Regions from separate parts of the Mus musculus genome. Here all the other regions are linked to region 2. Evidence: chromatin contacts called from public HiChIP or PLAC-seq and promoter capture Hi-C data. All regions are on one chromosome and are shown on one strand. Each heading gives the region's core, a stretch centred on a gene start, on an enhancer-like site or on the middle of the called end of the contact. The rest is flanking DNA. Distances are from core to core; before and after follow the strand shown.

Region 1 (2,885 bases), core at 221-2,720, 350 kb after region 2:
TTTCCATGAAACATGCATTGTGGCTGGTGGTAATAAAACAAGGGACAAATGCATAACAATAGTGACTTTCAAGAAGAGCAGGCAATTTCCTGCTGAGGAAATGCCAAAATAAGATGATGTATGATCTTGTCCTTATGTGTAATATTACCTGCTGATCTATAACCTGATACACACACAGCTTCTCAGCTGACATAATTACATCAACAAAGTTTGATCACACAGAACATCCCCAACTTGTATACCCACCAATCTGTACAATTTCTATAAACATGCATGAATTAATAAATGCTGAGGAATTTAAAACATTCACTCACTTTGCCTCAGAATGATGACCCCTGCAGATGACTCCCTTAAACTTTAGTCTGTGAGCTAGCTCTTGTCTACATTGTTTCACCCTATTGTGTACACAGTAAACAATTCCTCCTGTTCTAGTCTGAAGGCAGAAGACATAGTTCCACAGGAATGCACTTTTTCTTCCACTGCAAAGGACAGTTAATCACAGGACTTAAATGAGTAATTTTAAAACGCTCTTGTACATACATGTAACATTCAAACTAAGAAAGTCTAATAAAAAGGAAAGCAGGGTCATTGCCCTGGGGAGCATGAGACTGGAATGCACGTGACAACATAGCTTGTCTCAGAAACAGTTTTCTAAAAGGCTGAAGGTGCAGCTGTACAAAAATTAACGGATCTATTTTTTGGTTCCTTAAAAGCAGAGACATATTGAAAGAACGTGCTCTCAGTCACCCAACAGATGGGATGCCTTTTACAACTAGACAAAATTAACTCCAGATGAATCACAACAAAAAATGATACAGGAGAAGAACTTGTAGACTCTACTAGAGGAACCAAGCCTGCCTGCCACTGGCATCCTGTCAAGGATGTTTCTATACACAAGGCCCTGCTTCAAATGCTTTGTGCAGATTCAGCCCAGAGAGGGAAGTTATTCAGATGCCACTGCTGGGTCTAGGAATGGCTTACACTAAGAGACCTCACACGCGGCTGCATAAACCTGCCGGTTCCCGCCCAGCCCCGAGTAGGACCCACCACAATGGCTCCAGCTCCTCACCTTTGTGGGCAGTGAGCATGTGCTGGCCATGCTGCAATTTCAGAGCTTGCTTAGGCTTCCCTCAGTACTCAGCAGTTGAGGTCGAAGCACAACACACCAATTGACTCACAATAGCATGGAAGCCACATGATTTCGGGAAGAAGCATCCTCCTATTCTGACTGGCAGGCACGTATGGAGGCTCTGATTGGTCAGTGAATCTGTCAGTTCATGTATTCACTTCCGCTGGTTTCAGCCTCTTTGGGCTCTGAACCGAGGAATATATGCTCCTCACCTTTGCGGAGAGTGAGGATGTGCTGGCCATGCTGTATCTTCAGAGCTTCCTGAGCTTCCCTCAGTACTCGGCAGTTGAGTTGAAAAAACAACACACAAAATCACGTAAACTCTCGCAGAACCTGCAATGTGATTTCCGGAAGAACCCTCCTCCTTTTCTGACTGGCAGGCGCATATGGAGACTCTGATTGGACAGTGAATCTGTCAGTCCATTTATTCACTTCCGTTGGGCACAGCTTGTTTGGGCTCCGTACCGGGGAATAAATATCTAGACTCTTTTTTTCTTTTCTGCAGCCTGGCTGGTGCTGGGCTTCAGGGGAAGCCAAGAGTCTGCTCAGGGATGGGAAATGCAGTCTTTGATGAGGGCCGAGGCTAGAGCTGGTTAGGGAGTTCCTGGTCTGTGACGTGTCCCAGTTCTGGGGTGGAGGGTGGGGGGAGGTTCTGACTCTTGAACATCCAGGCATAGCTGAGAGTCCCAGAAGAGCCACGAACTGAATCAGGGCCCTTGGGGGCACATATCTGTGTGATATGATTTTAAATTATGTAGCCATATTGTGTTTACAATATTTTAGCTTCGTGAAGAGTAAATTTTAAAGCCCGTCTACAACCTCAAATCTATTCTTTTTGAGTCTCAGTTGACAATAAATGTATTTCAGGGCTTCTGTTAATTTCTTGCTGCCCTCCCATTGTGAAGCTCTGTATTATATGAGAATGACATGAAGTTTTTCTGTTCCATGAATAACAGGGCTTTAAGATCCTTGTCCTAGATACCTTGAAGCCAGTATTCTCCTGACAGTCTTTGTAACAAGATGTAGAATTCCCAGCTCCTCTTGCACCATGCCAGCCTAGGCTCCTGCCATGCACCAGCTTTGATGCTAATGGAGTGAACCTCTGAATTTGTAATCAAGCTCCAATTAAATGTTGTCCTTGTAAGAGTTATCTTTGACATGGTAACTGTTCACAGCAGTAAAACCATCATTAAAGGAGGAAGGAACAATCGAAAGGAGAAAACAAACAACTAAAGGCCATTTCAAAAGACATATCCAAAGACACTACCATTGTTTCCTGTCCAGTGGAACTCCCTGCTGACCTTACCTGCCATTGGGGGTTGGACCTGAGGTGACAGAGTGTCAAGGACACAGACTTTTGGAGCAGACAAGAAAGACAGTGCAAGGTCTCTAAACACTGCTGTAAGCTCCCTTAATTCCCTCCACCCATGCTATTGGTACCAAGAAAGCATATGCGAGTATGAATATAAATGCTCAAAAGATACTGTGGAATTACAACTCTTTAAATAATTTTTCAACAATTCCCACCATTGTACATATCAGTTGCAGGTTTATTTGCTGAATTTACAGTACAAAAAAATACAAATTTAAGAAATAGAGAAAAAGAAGATGGTTTCTGTTTCTTATCAAGACAATTTATACAAAATAGAAATTTAAATATGAAACCCTCAAAAATGGTAATTTAACAATGAATCCTTTTCTGAAGAGGTAGCAATTGTACATAATTAATTGTTAAGAGGATAATCATTATACAAGC
Region 2 (3,004 bases), core at 109-2,608:
CCAGTTGGGGACCATATATAAGAAACCATGCATGCTCAATATTGCTCAAAAAGCTAAAAGTAAATCTACCATGACTCAGATCCACTCCTCTGCATATGCCCAAAGGACATCCTCCTACAGATGCTTGCTTAGCAGTGTCCATTGCTGCTCTGTTCACCATAGCTAGCGAGGGGGAACCACCTAAATGCCCTTCGAGTGATGGACGGGCAATGCAAATGTGGCACAGATACACCACAGGATAAAGGAAAATGACATCATGATGTTTGCAGGTAAGTGCAGCTCTTGCCAAGATGCAGGCATTAAATAGTTGCTGGGGAAAGAAAAATGAACAATCTCCCACCCACATTCATTATTTTCATATTGGGCAAAGACATCTAAATAGAAATAATTGCTTGGAAAGTGACCAAGCCACTTATACAGTATCTACTGTTATATGCAAGGCAATGTAGTGGATCCTGATCATGGTAAAAATTTTTTTTAATGTGCATCTCTATCTGTCTACAGCTTACTATTGAATCAAAAAAACCTTATTAAGTCATGTGTTTGAGATACATATATGCATATTTGCACATCTCATTTGATTTTATGTATTTCTGTTGCTTTGTAACATAATGGTCAGATATATACTCCTGAACAATTTATTGATTTTATACATACACGACATAATAACCAGATAACAACAGAAATGACAATTTTCGGAGATGGGGTCAAAATATGAGTTCAATTCTTAATGTATTTAAAACCTGATGCCTTTTTAAATTAAAAAGAATTTTAATCTAAAAATAAAGAAGTTTAACTTTCACCCCTCATCAAAGCTTCTTTTCATACTGGATAGAGAGCATGACAGACACCCACAAGTAGCAATGTCCCAGTTCTCCCAGTACAATGTGCAATAACTATAAAATATTTCCAAGTTTCTGTATAATGCATACATACATCCTTCTGATAAAAAGTTTTATAAATAGCTTTAAGGGCTTGGTTGGGAACAAATTTTGGCAGCTGTCTACAGTGAACAAGTATTTTAGTCCTTCCCTAACTCATGCCTTGACTTCTCTTGAGATGCAACATACTTTGGGAGATAAACAGACTTTTTCCATAGTACACTACCAGATTTTCCACCAGTTGAACCACATCATTTTCGGAAAGCTCTCAGAATTGTTTGTATTTAGCATTCACATTCAAATGAAACCGCCAGTGCACACAGTCACCTCAGCAAGGCATTTTCTAACAAAGGCGCAGTGATGACCAACGACCTCAGTCCCCACCCCGCCCCCCGCCCCCCGCCCCCCGCCCCCCGCCAGCAACCGAAGTGCGGCCGCGCGTGCGCAGAGGACTCGCTGCACCGCCGCCGTCCCTCCGCAGTGACGTCAGCCGAACGCCGAGGAGATCCCGACCGGTTTCCCACCGCTCTGTGGAGTCGGCGGTGTGTCGTTGGTGTCCCTATCGAGCTGGGTCAGGAGGGCGCGGAGCGGTGAAGCCCTTCCCGAGCCGCGGCGTAGAGGCGGTTCGCGGCGGCTGGAGCGGGGAGGCGCGAGCCGGCGCGGTCGCGGCGGGCGGCGCGGGCGGAGCGCGAGCGAGCGGTGAGTCGGCATGGCGGCCCCCAGGCGAGCGGGCGGGCTGCGGCCTCTGTCCAGCTCGGCGGCGGCTTGGCGGACCGGGCTGTGCTAACACACGCAGGGGAAAGCCACAGACCCCCGAGTCTTTCCGGGGCGTTCTTGAAGCGAACAGACCTTAAATGAGATCTGGTGTCACCGGGCGCTTCCTCAGCCCCGGCATTTGGTGGCTCCCGTGAGCGTCTCTGGGCACATAGAACGCCTACCTGGCCCGCAGGCAGTAGGTGGTTTCTGGACCGCGAGCTCCGAAGAGTTAAACTGTGTGCCAGGTGCAGTAAACTCAGGAACTGGAGCGAAAGGAGTGAAGAGTTGACAGCACTACCGGGAATTACTTCAGTATTCCTCACCCGGTTCTAATAAGTAGTTTTTTGCAATATTCTGAAGCTGTGGAAATGCTGGATACGGGGAAGGTGGTTGCGATTAAATTAAGAGAAAGGACGGGGTGCCAGGATTTTAGGAGTGTGTTTTGCCGTCCCTAGGTTTGCCTGCTACATTTGCCCTCAGAAATTTACCTCCCGTAGGAGATTTTCAGGATCATATTTACAACCAAAATCAGAATATTATCAGCTTAAATTGACACTGGGCATTATTGTTAACTTGAACTGGGAAGCCCCAGTTCAAGAAACTCAGCCAAGGTGCATGGACAAGAACGTTGATTGTTTATAGAGTACTGAAAACACTGCAGTATACTTTATACAAATTTGAAGGCATGTATTCATGATATGCCCAAATATTTGGCAGAAGTTATTCTTTTGAATGCTTTGCAGAAGACGTCTTAATCTTAAACACTCATATAAATACTCTCGCTTCATTTCAAGCCAAAATGGGGATGCTAGCTTCTTTATACTTAACAGTTATTTTGATACCAGCAAGCTTTGTAGTTCCAAAAGATGGTGTAAGTAGCATGGGTCGCCTAAGGCCATTGGAAACCGTGTTCACATTACAGTTCATAACAGTAGGTTATGAAGTTGCAACAAAAATAATGTTATGGTTGGGTCACTACAGCATGAGGAACTAACTGTATCAAAGTGTTGCAGCATTAGGAAGGTTGAGAACTGCTGACATAGAGGTAAAAGAAAACACAAAAGAAAAGAAAGCACATCACAAAATAGAGACCAGGATAGTCAGCCAAATGAAACATTCTGGTATTATGAAAATAAACCATGTAGGCCAAGTTTAATTCCCACCACTGCTGTAATGGAGAGGCATACATGTGTGTGTGTATCAAATGCCTATATATTATGTAGGCTGAGTTTCATTCCTACCACTGCCGATGTAGAGAGACATGCATGCGTGTGTATCAAATGTCTGTATGTAGTCTAGGGGTTCCCACCCTCCTCCTTTTCCTCTCCTTTCACTTAGAATAGGTCTAAACCAATAACCAGACCACA
Region 3 (2,909 bases), core at 189-2,688, 390 kb before region 2:
TTTTTCAACTGTATTGATTGGCAGCTGCAAGCAGGGTTATAGTTTTCTACTGCAGGGTGATCTTGTTCCTGAAGGAATGAGCGAGAAAGGCTCGCAGGAAGTGCTGTATTGGGGAAGGTGCAGATGGGAGGACCTTCTCAAAGACAGCACAGTTGTTAGCCCTGACTTCTCCTTTAGCATTGTGTTTTTCTAGAGAGGATGTAATGAGGAACCGGGCATATTCCCTGTCCCCTTGTCACCTCTTAACAAATGATAGGTAGCAGGAGGAGAGAGATCTGTGAAAACTGTGAGGGAAAGGATAATATGAAAGTAACCGAAGAAGAATGTACTGTTAGAGATATTTCCTAACTGAAAAACAAACAAACAAACAAACAAAGCATTCTACTTCTACACAGCTGTCAGGCCCATGACAGTGACAGATACAGTTAGGTAATTTAAACATGGCAAACACACATTTTTTAAAATTTTGAAATCTATACTTCTGGTTTGGCCATTACGAAAACTATGGTTTATTAGTGCTCGACATTTAATTTTGTAGGAGGAAAAGAGACATGGCCACACAAAGTAAAATTCTCCTTTTTCCTTCATATAAATCACTCCAAATGGGATTATAAAAATAAACACATGGCTTTGAATTATTTAAGCAGAATCATCAAGCAGTCTTTTTAGATCAGGGAAGTCAGTTTAACGCATGCAGTTGGGCAATATAAGCAAATTTAACATTTACCTGCGGAGAGGTGGCTGGATCCAGAGCCTTGGTAGCTTGAAGCCGAAGTTGAGTCCCCTCCTTGCACACAGCCAGGAGGTAAAAGTTTGACAAATGCCCAAGAGGAGCTAGCTCTTCCACCCCCCTCCCTCGTCAGCTTGGCTGCTTTGCCTAGAAGCACATTCACGTTTATTGGAGTTGAAATTCTGCTGCTCTGTCAGCCAGTCAGGGTCTGAAGTGACAGATGAGAATTTGGAGGTTGGCACCACAGGGTGTTTCAGGCTGTCATGGTTTCTGTTGCAGATTCCTGGATCTCGCTCCCTCCGTGCTGCTGAGCTTTGCAGCAGAGCAGACCCAGAGGGAGAGAGCTAATTCTGCAGCATGCATGGAGTGAACGGCCCTCCCCTAGCCTCTCCTCCTCATAGGCTCCTAACTTGGCCAGAGTGTAAGCATTTGGCTCTTCATGCAATTTTTTTTTTTCAAACAACTCTGAGAGATCGTATGATTGGGATCCCTTGGGGCTTGTGACTCTGAGACACTGCAGAGAGGCTTCACACTCTTGTTTATTCCTAGGGCGACTGCAAAGCCAGGGTGAAAGGACAGAAGGATCACTGCAGCAGATGCGTTTTTATATTGCTCGATTGGAAGCTGTCCTCATGACCGCAGTCTGAACGTTAACAGAGAACCGTTCCGGCTGCTTTAACCGTCCTACTCGTAAGCAGCTCTGGAAAATGAAGTTGCTGCTCTTTAGAGCATGCTGATTTAGAGAAGCTGTGATTCATAGCCTGCTCTTGCCCAGCCCAGTCAGTCATCCTCTGTAAGCCTATGATGGCACCGGGCTGTACAAGAAGAGGTCTTCCTGTGTGCTTATTTCTGACTTTGCACTGTGGCATTCATCTATCAAGGCATGTAAATATTTATTTATTTATTTATTTATTTATTTATTTATTTACCTGGCCCCGAGCTAATCTGGAACCCACAGAGATCCGTCTGCCTCTGCCTCCTGGGTACTAAGTTTAGAGGAGCAGCAGTAGGCCTGGCTCTGCTTCTGTATATGTATGTGTGTAATCATTTCAATGGTTGTGTCTGTATTTATTGCACATTTATCGTGTGTCGGACCCTGCGCTAACAGCTTTCAATGCATCGTGTTCGTGGAGTCTGACAAGTCTTTGGAGGTTTTACTACGTTCCCATTTTAAAGATAGTACAGAGTAATGTTAACTGTACAGGATTTAAGGACAGGCAGCTTGGATTTTCTTCTTGACTTTCCCACACCCTAACTGTACACCCAGGAGCTAGTAATAACCTCTCTCAGCATCTGCTTTCTTATTTATAAAATGAGGCTACAGATATAGGAGGAGTGATTATAAGGTCTATCACAGGCAATTGTTCTGAGTTTCAATAATTTGATGCAAACCAACTGCATAAAACTCCTGCCATGTAGTAGACACTCAACAAATGTTAACTATTTTGGTTTATGTCAGACGACAGCAACGTTCGCTTTCTCCCGGGTCTCTAACTGTAATAGCAAGGTGGTACTCTCCTTGCCTCCCGCCTGTGTTAGCCAACTGAGCAGGCATTTCGCTGAGGAAGAGATACTGCCCCCCCACCCCCTTCTCCAGGTGACTAGCCCAAATGCTTCTGATACTATACACTCTCCACTAACACTGGATGAGAAGTTGTTATTTAACGTAATTTAGGCTCTCTGAGTGTGTGACAAAGTCAACAGGCAACCAGACTGATAAAAGCAAAAGCCAAGTGAAGCAAATAAAAACCCTGAGCTATACAAGTTTGCAGACGTGCCTCAGCCGGTTCGCTCTACGGACCCCAGAACATTCGTCGCACTGATTTTCAGAATGAGAAAGGTAACAGAACTTATCTCTGTCGTGCAGCAGGGAAGTCTGGGAGCAGAGGAAGCCGGGCAGTGAGCCAGAGCCCTTCCAGCTGGGAAGGGCGCACGTGTCTGGGATCAGGATTATAGAAAGGGCCGAGGATGTGACGTCTTGAAGCCTCAGACAATGGGATGTTTTTTCCTCAGCTCAGGTTTGGAGTGTGAGCAGCTCCTCTGAGGAAGGGACAAGGGTTTGTTTCTTCCAGGGCCTCTGCACACATCTGCACGCTTCTCTCTGGTCTTAGCAGCATAGAGGATGCTGGCGCCATTCTGCGATGGTGTCCCGAGGGATCATGGAGCAGCGAGACCAGCC
Region 4 (2,946 bases), core at 274-2,773, 510 kb before region 2:
GGTCTGCTTCAACAGAGCTTTACAAGGACAACAATGGACTGCTGTGGAGGGGGGAAGCTCACGAGCCCTCCACCTTAACCAAAGAATTACAGGCAACTGAGGGCAGGAGAAACCACTTCCAAGTAGTTATCCAATACCAAATGGTCAGCCCTGAAACCAAGTAACATCATACAGGCTGAGCAGACTGTACTCATACATAGAACACACACACACACACACACACACACACACACACACACACACACACAACTACTTTAACAATTAAGGAAAAGGAGGCCACAAATTTGAAGGTGGGAGAATGTTACATGGTGAGGGTTTGGAGGGAAGGAAGCGAAAGGAGGACATGATATAATTACATTATAATATCAAAAGTAAAAGAAGATTAAGAAAGAAGCTACAAGTCATATTAAACCAAACAGAAGGCAAGACGACTGAGAAACAGTGAAGACTTAATTATAGGGAAGTGGACAGAGACCAGAAACAGCAGAGAAGCCATGAGTAAGTGGACAGAGACCAGAAACAGAAGAGAACCCAGGATTCTTTGAAAAGAACCACATCCTAGCATTCTAAGCTAGGATGGCCAAGGGAAATAGAATTCAGAACATGAAAACAGAGTACAGCAGGGGCAGTACTAGGACCTCACAGAATAACGACTCTGAGAGCACCGTGAACAGCCCTGGGACAGAGTCCACATGAGATACACAGACCTAAGGAATGGCAGCCACTGAAACTGCTTCACAAGGAAACTAAAAACTGGAGCAGGCCTTTAGTAAGAAATTAAATTGGCACTCAAGACTGCTCGTTTTAGACAGTCAGGGTCTGACTGTGTAGCCCAGGCTGGCCTAGAGCTTTCTATATAGACACATCTGAACTGGAAATTCTAGCTACCATGCCCAGCTTCCTTCCTTCCTTCCTTCCTTCCTTCCTTTCTTTCTTTCTTTCTTTCTTTCTTTCCTTCTTCTTCTTCTTCTTCTTCTTCTTTCTTCTTCTTCTTCTTCTTTCTTCTCCTTCTCCTTCTCCTCCTTCCTCCTTCTTCTCCTTCTCCTCCTCCTCCTCTTCCTTCCTTCTTCTTCTTCTTCTTCTTCTTCTTCTTCTTCTTCTTCTTCTTCTTCTTCTTCTTCTTCTTCTCCTTCTCCTTCCTTCTCCTTCCTTCTCCCTCTTCTTCTTCTTCTTCTTCTTCTTCTTCTTCTTCTTCTTCTTCTTCTTCTTCTTCTCCTTATTCTTCTTCTCCTTCTTCTTCTTCTTTCTTTTTAACGTTTAAAGGAGAACTGACAGAAATCTTTTAATAATTCTTTCAAGAACAGATGGCAAGGAAGCTTCCTGTTTTGTTTCATGTTGGGTCTCAGTATTTAAGCCCAAGCTGGTCTTTAATTTGTGATAATGAGCGTAATGTGCACTAAAATTAGAGGCATGAGTCACCACACTTGGCTTACTGCCTGCTACCTTGAACTGTTACCTAGCTAAGTTCTGGAAACCGTGAGGCCAACCAATCACAGGCGTGAATCTCCAAAACTGTGGACAAAAATAAACGTTTTCTCTGTGTATGTTGATTATCACCAGTATTTTGCCAGAGTGACAAAAAGATGACCAGCTGCAGAGTTGTTATATAAAGTAGAAGCAGAAGAAACTGGAAGACAGGGGCAGGCAGGAAGGGCAGAGGCTCATGTCATCTTTGCTTCATAGCGAGCTGAATTCAGCTTTGGCTGTATGAAATTAGAGGGAGAAGGAGAGAGAGGGAGGAGGGAGGGAGGAGGGAGAGAGAGAGAGAGAGAGAGAGAGAGAGAGAGAGAGAGAGAGAGGAAGAGAAAGAGTCAAAGAGACACTGAGAGGCAGAGGTAGAGACAGATTATCAAACCATGGCTGGAGGATCAAAGCTGGCATGCAGGATCAGATCAGAGAATAAAGGCAAACAGAAAGAACCGGGGACTGATTTTGGTATTTAGCAGGTGAATATTTTGAAATAACCCTATTGCTATCCAAGCTTATTTAATAAAAATAATTCTTAGTTCTCAAGAACTTAATCAGGGGGCATGACAATATTTAATTCCCATAAATTCAGACTACAGTGAACTCTTGCCTTTATGGAAACCTGGCTTCTTTGCAGTGTGTTACATGTGTAAACACAAGTGATAGACGACATATGAGTGCCCTTAGGGGTGGATTTAAGCACCAACGGTCATCTGGGACACATTTCAAATTCGTCCACTTAGAAGCCGTTCCAGTTTCTTCAGAGAGAAATCTGGCTCTGGGTAACTGGGTCTGAGATTCCTTTCTGCTACTCATGGGGAATAACTGTAAGCCTCAGACGACTCACCTATCGGATAGCTAGACAGCATCTACCCCAGTGCTCCAGATGTAAGAAAAAGACTGTTTGGTGATCAGCTGGGGCACACACTGCTAGTCTCTAATTATTTCTCCTCGGGATACCTGTGCTCCAGCAGAGGGCGCTCTTGCCTTGTCCAGCCATGTCCTGGGGCAATAGCTTTAAAATGTAGTACCAGGTTTTAACAAATGAAAGATCACCTGTTTTTTATTTTATTTTATTTTTTAAAAACGAATGCCAATATGCTATTTCAGCATCTAAATCCTGAGACAGAGAGGAAGCAGCAAGGGGTATTTTGGTATGGCTGCTCCCCAACTCCAGCCTGACCTGTCGTTTCTTCAGGGTTAAGTTAGGGCTTCATAGTTCATACAGACAGAGTTAAGAACTGGCTTTCTGAACAGATTGTCTTGCCTTTTGTTGTGTGTTTCTTCTGTTGTTGTTGGAGACAGATCTTACTTTGTTGCCTATGCTGGTGTGAAATTTAGCCTCCAGAGTGCTGGGATCATGGGTGGTGCTAGAAAACCTAGGTTTAGTCTTACTTTTATTTTCTAACAAAATTGTAGCTTAACATAGATTCTTTTGGGGTGAGGTCTTGTGACACTAAGAACTTCTGCCCAGAAAAG

What was found. Promoter capture Hi-C pulls out the DNA fragments that hold promoters and counts their contacts. HiChIP or PLAC-seq counts read pairs in DNA pulled down with a chosen protein or histone mark. Capture Hi-C pulls out chosen DNA fragments and counts their contacts.
Region 1: a promoter capture Hi-C map of adipose tissue shows a contact between it and region 2. The contact joins the promoter of Zfp951 here to the promoter of Thoc2l in region 2. A contact is called at or near these places in 3 of 39 promoter capture datasets (the C10 cell line, liver and pre-B cells), 1 of 115 datasets of contacts at active chromatin or transcription factors (microglia) and 2 of 9 other capture datasets (adipose tissue and liver).
Region 3: a contact with region 2 is called in an H3K4me3 HiChIP or PLAC-seq map of bone marrow-derived macrophages, with 5 times the contacts expected there. The contact joins the promoter of Sparcl1 here to the promoter of Thoc2l in region 2. A contact is called at or near these places in 2 of 39 promoter capture datasets (cranial neural crest and second pharyngeal arch cranial neural crest) and 2 of 115 datasets of contacts at active chromatin or transcription factors (bone marrow-derived macrophages and large pre-B cells).
Region 4: a contact with region 2 is called in a promoter capture Hi-C map of the 3T3-L1 cell line, with 3 times the contacts expected there. The contact joins the enhancer-like site here to the promoter of Thoc2l in region 2. A contact is called at or near these places in 5 of 39 promoter capture datasets (the 3T3-L1 cell line, cranial neural crest, pre-B cells and 1 more) and 1 of 484 Hi-C or Micro-C datasets (embryonic stem cells).

What each region holds. Positions count from the first base shown.
Region 1 is chr5:104,858,598-104,861,482 of GRCm38.p6, forward strand. Zfp951 (zinc finger protein 951) reads right to left here and starts at 1,471. Exons shown (of 5, transcript NM_001039231.3): 1 at 1,070-1,471. The coding sequence starts at 1,099.
Region 2 is chr5:104,506,992-104,509,995 of GRCm38.p6, forward strand. It overlaps Thoc2l (THO complex subunit 2-like), which reads left to right and starts at 1,359. Exons shown (of 8, transcript NM_001166581.2): 1 at 1,359-1,580.
Region 3 is chr5:104,112,650-104,115,558 of GRCm38.p6, forward strand. It overlaps Sparcl1 (SPARC-like 1), which reads right to left and starts at 1,439. Exons shown (of 11, transcript NM_010097.4): 1 at 728-1,439. LOC330143 (a long non-coding RNA gene) reads left to right here. Exons shown (of 3, transcript XR_003955771.1): 3 at 1-2,909.
Region 4 is chr5:103,997,523-104,000,468 of GRCm38.p6, forward strand. The region is part of intron 5 of Hsd17b11 (hydroxysteroid (17-beta) dehydrogenase 11); the gene reads right to left. Among named protein-coding and RNA genes, the nearest start is that of Hsd17b13, 22 kb to the left of the region's middle. Within about 2 kb of position 1,524, at least 16 of the 459 cell types and tissues checked have an H3K27ac peak or open chromatin away from gene starts, as enhancers often do.